Regions from separate parts of the Rattus norvegicus genome. Here region 1 is linked to region 2. The links are chromatin contacts, called in public Hi-C maps. All regions are on one chromosome and are shown on one strand. The core of a region is the stretch at or near the end of the contact, and the rest is flanking DNA. Distances in the headings are between cores, read along the strand shown.

What was found. Hi-C and Micro-C count contacts between places; a contact is called where the count stands out from the background.
Region 1: a Hi-C map of kidney shows a contact between it and region 2, with 2.6 times the contacts expected there. The contact joins the promoter of Pds5a here to the enhancer-like site in region 2. A contact is called at or near these places in 4 of 12 Hi-C or Micro-C datasets (frontal cortex, kidney and mammary epithelial cells).

What each region holds. Positions count from the first base shown.
Region 1 is chr14:42,904,875-42,908,348 of GRCr8, reverse strand. Pds5a (PDS5 cohesin associated factor A) reads right to left here and starts at 2,016. Exons shown (of 32, transcript NM_001083624.1): 1 at 1,876-2,016. The coding sequence starts at 2,010.
Region 2 is chr14:42,830,529-42,833,867 of GRCr8, reverse strand. No RefSeq gene overlaps it. Among named protein-coding and RNA genes, the nearest start is that of N4bp2, 21 kb to the right of the region's middle. Within about 2 kb of position 1,262, at least 89 of the 93 cell types and tissues checked have an H3K27ac peak or open chromatin away from gene starts, as enhancers often do. A contact at or near this core is called in kidney, where this site is marked.

The sequences.
Region 1 (3,474 bases), core at 767-3,266, 74 kb before region 2:
AGGAGGAGTCAAGTGGTTGTTGGTCCTTTAGGAAGCTTGGTTGCAGTTTGTTAGTAGCCATGCTCAAAGAAAGAAGAAGACATTAAATTAGATTCAGGGGCCTCTATCTCTCTCTTCCCTCTAGTGATGGGGTAAAACTGGGGGGATAAAGGGTGGGGAAAAAGAACCCACAAAGTAGCAAAGACCAGCTTCAGTGCCTACATACCTACACATAAACATTCATGCACGCACACACACACACACACACACACACACACACACACAAAATAGTCTCACATTTTTTTAAAAAAGGCTTTAGTTGAACCTGGTGGCACATGTCTATATTCCCAACACTTCAAAGTTCTTCAGAGAACAGAGAGAAGTTGAGACCAGCTTTATCTACTGAGCAAGTTTTAGGCCAGACCCTGTCTTGAAAGCAACAGAAAGATTTCTCTGCTTTAGACTGAGGTATAGCTCAGTGATAGAGCACTGCCTGCACGTGTCCCCACCTCCACACCCAGAAAAAGGAATGGAAGGAAAACAGAGAAGATGCCTTTTAATTAAAGAAGCTAGGTCTTTCAAAAGACCAACAAATAGAAACTAAAACACAGAAACACTTTTTTTTTTTTTTTGGTTCTTTTTTTCGGAGCTGGGGACCGAACCCAGGGCCTTGCGCTTCCTAGGTAAGCGCTCTACCACTGAGCTAAATCCCCAGCCCCACAGAAACACTTTAAACACATAATATTTACTAGGTACTATGCTCAATTCTAAGATCAGGCCCTAAAAATACATTTTACAAAGTTGCATAAGGCAGAAACACTGTCAACAATGTTTCCTGCCTAGCCTTCCACCACATTTGACTTTAACTTTGAAGTGTGCCTTTTAGCATAATGGTTCTCAACCTTCCTAAGGTTGCCTCATGTTGTGGTGACCTCTAACAAAATAATTCCATTGCTACTTCATAACTATAATTTTGCTACTGTTATGAATCATACAGGATATCAGACAGTTAACCTGTGGGAAAGGGGTCCTGACCCACAGGTTGAGAACCACTGTTGTTAGCAGGGCATGGTTACAGCTCTAGTGTTTTGGAAGTGGAGGCAGGAAGACTGTTAAGTTCAAGAATAGCTAGGTTACATGTCCTCTTTCAAACAAGTCACCTGAGCCATTCTTTGTCTCCCCACTGCCAATGCCCTACTTCCAATAGTTTAAGATCTTTCACAGACTACTGATAGCTCCTTACAGGGCTCTGCCTCATCGTCTCCCTACTCCACCCAAGCCAACTGTGACAACCAAAATGACTGTTAAGATTGCCGACAATAAACAAACAAACAAACCTCACAGAATATCAACAATCCAGTCCTCAACTTTCTTGGGTTCTAAAATAAAATCACCATTTCTCTTTAAGCTCAAATTCTGAAAAATCTGTACATTGTATGAAGTTTAGCCCATGTATAGTTAGGCTTCCAGACATTAGGAAATCATGAGAATCTAAGGGAGAAAAAATATGGCTGCTTGTGCTCAAATCAGTCTTTTTTGGAGCCGATGAAAATAGGAACTTTCGTGGGTAAATCACTACACCTAAGGGTATGAGTTGCTTAAACAATATTCATTAAAGAAAAAATAACCAAAGGGAAGCAACTAAACCATGTGTTCTTATGCGCAATAAACAGAACAGAAAAATGATCACACTCTTTAAATTTCCCATGCTACTATGTCTTTTCAGAACTTATCCAAAGATATCGCCAAGTTTGAACAATACTTTTCCGGGACGGTGAAGATATCTTTAAAAACTTAGTACTAAAAACTCCAAAGGCCAGGTTGAGTAGTCAAATGAAACCACATGAGTCACAAAAGCCATCCAGAGCACAGAAGAATATCGACCCAGACCCTTACCTTCAAACGTTTGATCATTTCGTCGGTGGTGATCTTGTCCGTGATCTCTTTTACTCCCGGAGGGTAAGCGATCTTCCCGTCCGCACTCACGACGCCACAGAGGGCCGTGGCAGGCTTCGGCTGCGTGAAGTCCATCCTGGGGGATAACTTTTCTTTCACAGTCCTCTACCGGCCTCTATCGGTCAGAAAATCAAAGTTCAGCGGGAAAGGGGCGACTTTGTAACCTCTTTTTCATTTCAAAAATCTCTAATCTGGAAAGGGCCCTTTCTTCCCCCCGAGGCCAGGGACCCCGTCACTCGCTCCTTCCCAGGGTTCGGACCCCGCAGGCGTCCGCCACCCCCACCCGCGCCAGCCCGGGTGCCACGGGGTTCTCGGCTGCAGCAACCCCGGCCGCGAGAGGCGCCGAGCAGCTCCCGGAGTTTCCTAGCCCTCTTTTCACAATGAAATGTACCCCCGAGCACCTAGGTCGGAAGTTTGGTGGCCTCCGGGGGTCAGCTCGGACCCAACGGCCCCAGCTCGGCTCAGGAGAAGCGGCCCGGTCCCCGCCTGGCCGGTCACCTCCGGGAAAGGAGACTCGAGGCCTAGAGGGTTCAGCTTAGGCCGCAAAACTAGGTACCCAAGAGGACCCACGCGCGGCGTCGGCGCCCAGGAGCAGAACGCCGTGGCCGTGCCCAGCCCTGGGCCCCCGGCGTCCCCGCCGCGCGGCCGTCCCTCTCCGGCCAGCCGGCCACCCCCGCCAGCCGCCCGCGGCCCGAGCCCCGAGCCAGGAAGCGGAGGACCCGGCTCCGCACTTCACATTTTGTTCCGTAACTTCAGCAACCGAGCCCGGCGGCGTCTCAAGCCTCTCGGTCGCCCGGCGCTACTCTGCACCGCCGAGGCCTGAGCCACGGCTCCGGGCAACCCCGCCGGGCCTCAGCGCGCGCCCTCCCCTGCGGTCTCCCCTTCCGTCCCTCCCTCGCCGCCGCCGAGGGCGCGAGCCCGGCCGCCGCTTTACCTCCTCCTCATGCGGACGGACGGTGCAGCGAGCGCCGGGCCTCTGTCAGGTGGTTGCGCCGCCGCCGCCGCCCCTCGTCGGGCTGCACACAAAGCGGCTCCGTGGGTCCCGCCGCCGCCGCCGCCGCCGCCCGCCCGCCCCGGAGCGGCGCTGGGGCTGGCGGTGCCGAGGAGCAGCCGCCGCGGGGGGAGACGCGGGCCGAGCGTGCGCCGGCCGGGGCGACACTGCCGCTCTCCGTCGGGCTGAGGAAGCGCAGCCTCGGCCGCGGCTCCTCCGAGAGCCCGCGCGCGGGTGCACGCCCGCGCGTCCCCCGCGCCCGCCCGCACCTCGCGCCCACCCGCACCAGACGCCCTCTCGCCGCGGCGCGCTCCCGGCTGCCCGTGCCCCGCGGAGCCGGAGCGTCGCGCACACCCAGAGCCCGTCACGCGAGCGGCGCGAGAGCCCGCGAGAGCACCGCGCACCTCGCTCCCGCCCCTTCTTCCGCCGGCCGAGCTCCCGCCTCCCTCGAACCCGACGCGGCCGCGCGCCTGGTGGACAGCGCCGCCATCCGTTTGGCGCCAAGACCTGCCCGCGCGGGCGCCTCCGGGAGGCCGGCAGCCGAGCGG
Region 2 (3,339 bases), core at 13-2,512:
GACAGAACAAATTAAACAGGAAAGTCAGAGTCCAGCCGGAAAAACATGGAGCGGGCTTAGGGGACGGGCTAATAATCCAGGATCGTTAACAGGGAAGGGAACACTGTTGCTTTTTCTTGGCACCTGAAACTCCAGCTCCACACTGGCAAAGGCCGCAGCTCTTTTGGGCTCAGGCCAGCGGGTTCCGACCGCACGTTGGCGGCGCGGGCTGGGTCCCGGCAGCCTCCGTCCGGGTTGCTGGGGCCGCGGGGCCCTTTGTTCCCGCGGGGCGCCGCCGCCCGTCCGCCCCGAGTGAGCGGCCCCCGTGGGGGACAGCGCGGGGCCCATCGCCTCGCCCCTCGGACCTCGCAGCTGCAGACCCGCCCGCCCCAGCTCCTAGTTCCTCCCTCGCTGCCCCGGGCCAGAACGACCTTGTTTTGCTTTTCGGGCTCGGGAGAGAGGTGAGGGCTTGACCCGGCCGCGGCTCACCGGGTCGCTTACACGGGGAGCAGTAGCGGGCCCCGCCGTCACCGAGAAAGGACCCGCGCCTGCCTTTCCCCGAGACCCTCGGGGGCGAGCGACGGGCCGCAAGCTTCCGGGAGAGCCTCGGGGGCCGCGGGTCCCAGGCTGCGCCTCCCGCCAGGCCCGGGACTCACTTCTCTTAACGGAGCCGGCGAGACGCCAGCACCGGTGGGCTCGGGTCTCCGGGCTGGCGCCGTGGCGCGGGCCGACGCATCCTGGAGGGCCCGGGGTGGGGGTGCGGAGCGGCAGAGGTCGCGGCCCCGGGGCGGGGGCGGAGATCCACCTGGCTACGTGGCAGCCATTGCGGCGGCCGCGAGACCCCTCCCCACGCGGCCGCCCACCCGCCCTCTCGCGGCGGGCTCCTGCGCGGCTGCTCTTCCCCGGTCGGACGGAGAGCGGCAGTGTGTCCTCGCTCCGCACGCTCGCTGCGTCTCTCCCCGCGGACACAGCTGCTTGCCAGCCCCGCGCCGTGCCGCGCCAGAGAGCGTAGTGGCGGCGGCGGGAAAGGGTTGCGGACCCGCGGCGCTCACTCGACGACACGGCCCGGGCCTCGACGCCCCGGTCCCGCAGCAGGTAAAGGCGGAGGGAGGAGAGGCAGGCGACGGGACCCGGGGAGAAGGGGGCCGGCGAGGAAAAGAGCGGGGGCGGGGGGATCCTGGGAGCGCAGAGTCCCAGAGGAGGAGGGCCCGAGGCGGGCGGCGAGAGACGCGGCAACCCGGGCAGGCGCGGGCCGGGCGCTGGGCGGAAGGGGAGTGAGGCGTCGCGGGAGGCGGGCCCTGGCGCGGGGCCCGAGGCCGAGCGAAGGCGGGCGCCGCGGCAGCTTCCCCGGCCTTCAGCGCCTGGCGGGCCTCCAGGCCCCGACACACCCCTCCCGCCCCCGGACTCTCCGGGTGCCTTCCCGCCCCGACATGACCTCGCGCCCCTGTGAGTGCCCCGCCGTTTCCCAGGCCGAGCCTTGTGGGAACTTGGGCCGCCTGCCCGGGCTCGTAGTGCTAGTAGAGCTGTTTATTTACTCACTTCCAAACCATACGCACGTTCGCACGCTCACTCGGCCCGGCCAGGCTTGCTTCCCTCCGGGGGTGTGCGCCTGCGACCCTCGCCCTTTCCGATCCGTAACTTTCCCTCTCGCTCTCCGAAAACCGGGCTTCGAGAGAGTGAGTCAGACCGAGGGCAGAGTTTACCCCTCTTGCGCTTTTGGTTACAACACTTTCTTTATTCCCACCAAAAGAGAGCGGGAAGACTTTTTTTTTTAAGTCGATGCCAGGTTGGAGGCAGGTCCCGCTGGCTTTAAAGTGAATTTACTACTCCGGCAAGTGAATTTAGGAGTAGGAGGGGATATTGCTGCACGGACAGGTTTGTACACAATCTGGCCATGCAGTGGTTGTAATGTCTCCATAGCACAGCACAGGTCTGACTTGAGAAGGATTGGCTGTTTTTTCTACTCGGTATCTCCGAGCCAATCAGGAAGCGCGGCTTGCCTGGAGACTGGTTAACTCAGAAAAGGTGGGGATTGGTTGAGCCCGGAGGGGGGGAAAAATCCTGGAAATAACCTGGTCTTTTAGAAAACAATGACTGATTTGCAGCTGCCTCTGAGCTCCCAGTTTATTTCTTTTAATACATTACCCATTGATAGCAAGATTCTCCTTTTCATTCCTTAAAAAAAAGAATCACTTCCACTGTTGACTTTCAAATTAGCTCTCAGATGCAACTCATTTGAACTCCTATGGTTCAGTTTTTCACAAATAATTTTTACGTTTTTTTTTTTTTAAAAAGAAGCATTAACATGCGTATTTGTGTGTGTTAAATGTGTTTCAGTTTTCTTTCAGCCGATTTTTTTTTTTTTGTTAAAGGTCAGTCAATTTTTCAGTTACTATGCCAACGTATGATTTAAATGTTCTGCGGAGATGGGAGGGGGTACAGTGGTGGAGAGAGATGTTGGGGAAGAATTAGAAAGAAATGGCTGCTGCTCTTCTGCAGAGAGACAATATAGTTAACGAGGAAAAAACAAACAACAGCAACAGCAGCAGCAGCAACAAAAAGCTCAACCTGGAAAGCAGTAACAAACCTCCCTCCCCTGCAGATCATTGTACTGTACTCAGAGCTTCCTGTTCACCTGTTGGCTTTAGTCTCTGTGAAGGGGACACAGTGACAATATTGAACTTAATAGGAAAACTGGCTTAAGTCATGGTAAAGGCATTTATCTTATATGCTAACTCCTTTCAACATAGGTGTGTTTAAAATTTTTTTCTTTTAAGACTTAATGATTTAATACAGTTTACCCGTGCCTTTTGATATACAAAGGAAACTTTATTTTATTTTGAGTTATGATCTTCTTGGTTGATCTCAATTCAAACATCCACCTGCCTCTGCTTCTCAAGTGCTTTAAAGGTTTGGTCACTATACCCAACAGAACAATGTATTAATCAGCTTGAATTTTAGAAACTAAGTGCCGGCCTTCCCTTCAGCTTTTCATACACAGAATCGTGTAAATGTGAGGCAGAGCCAACTGTTAGGCTGCGTGATGAGTCCAACACATAGCTGCTCCCTTTGGGGTAGTTTTTGTAGGTGTTGAGATTGAAGTTCTTTTGATACACCCTATGCAGATTAATACATTATTTTTATTGTCTTCATTTCATGGTAATAAAATCTTACACTTACTGATGTCTAAGGACTTTAGTATTCCTTGTGTTTAATTTGTCTCACTCTGAAATTCGAACTCACTGTTTTCAGCCTTGTTTTACAGATAAGAAGAGACTGAGGAATATTCAAATTGCTAGAAAAGTCACTCAATCGAGGTATACATGAGGGTTCAGGGAACCCTTTCTCTTTTTTAAAAGA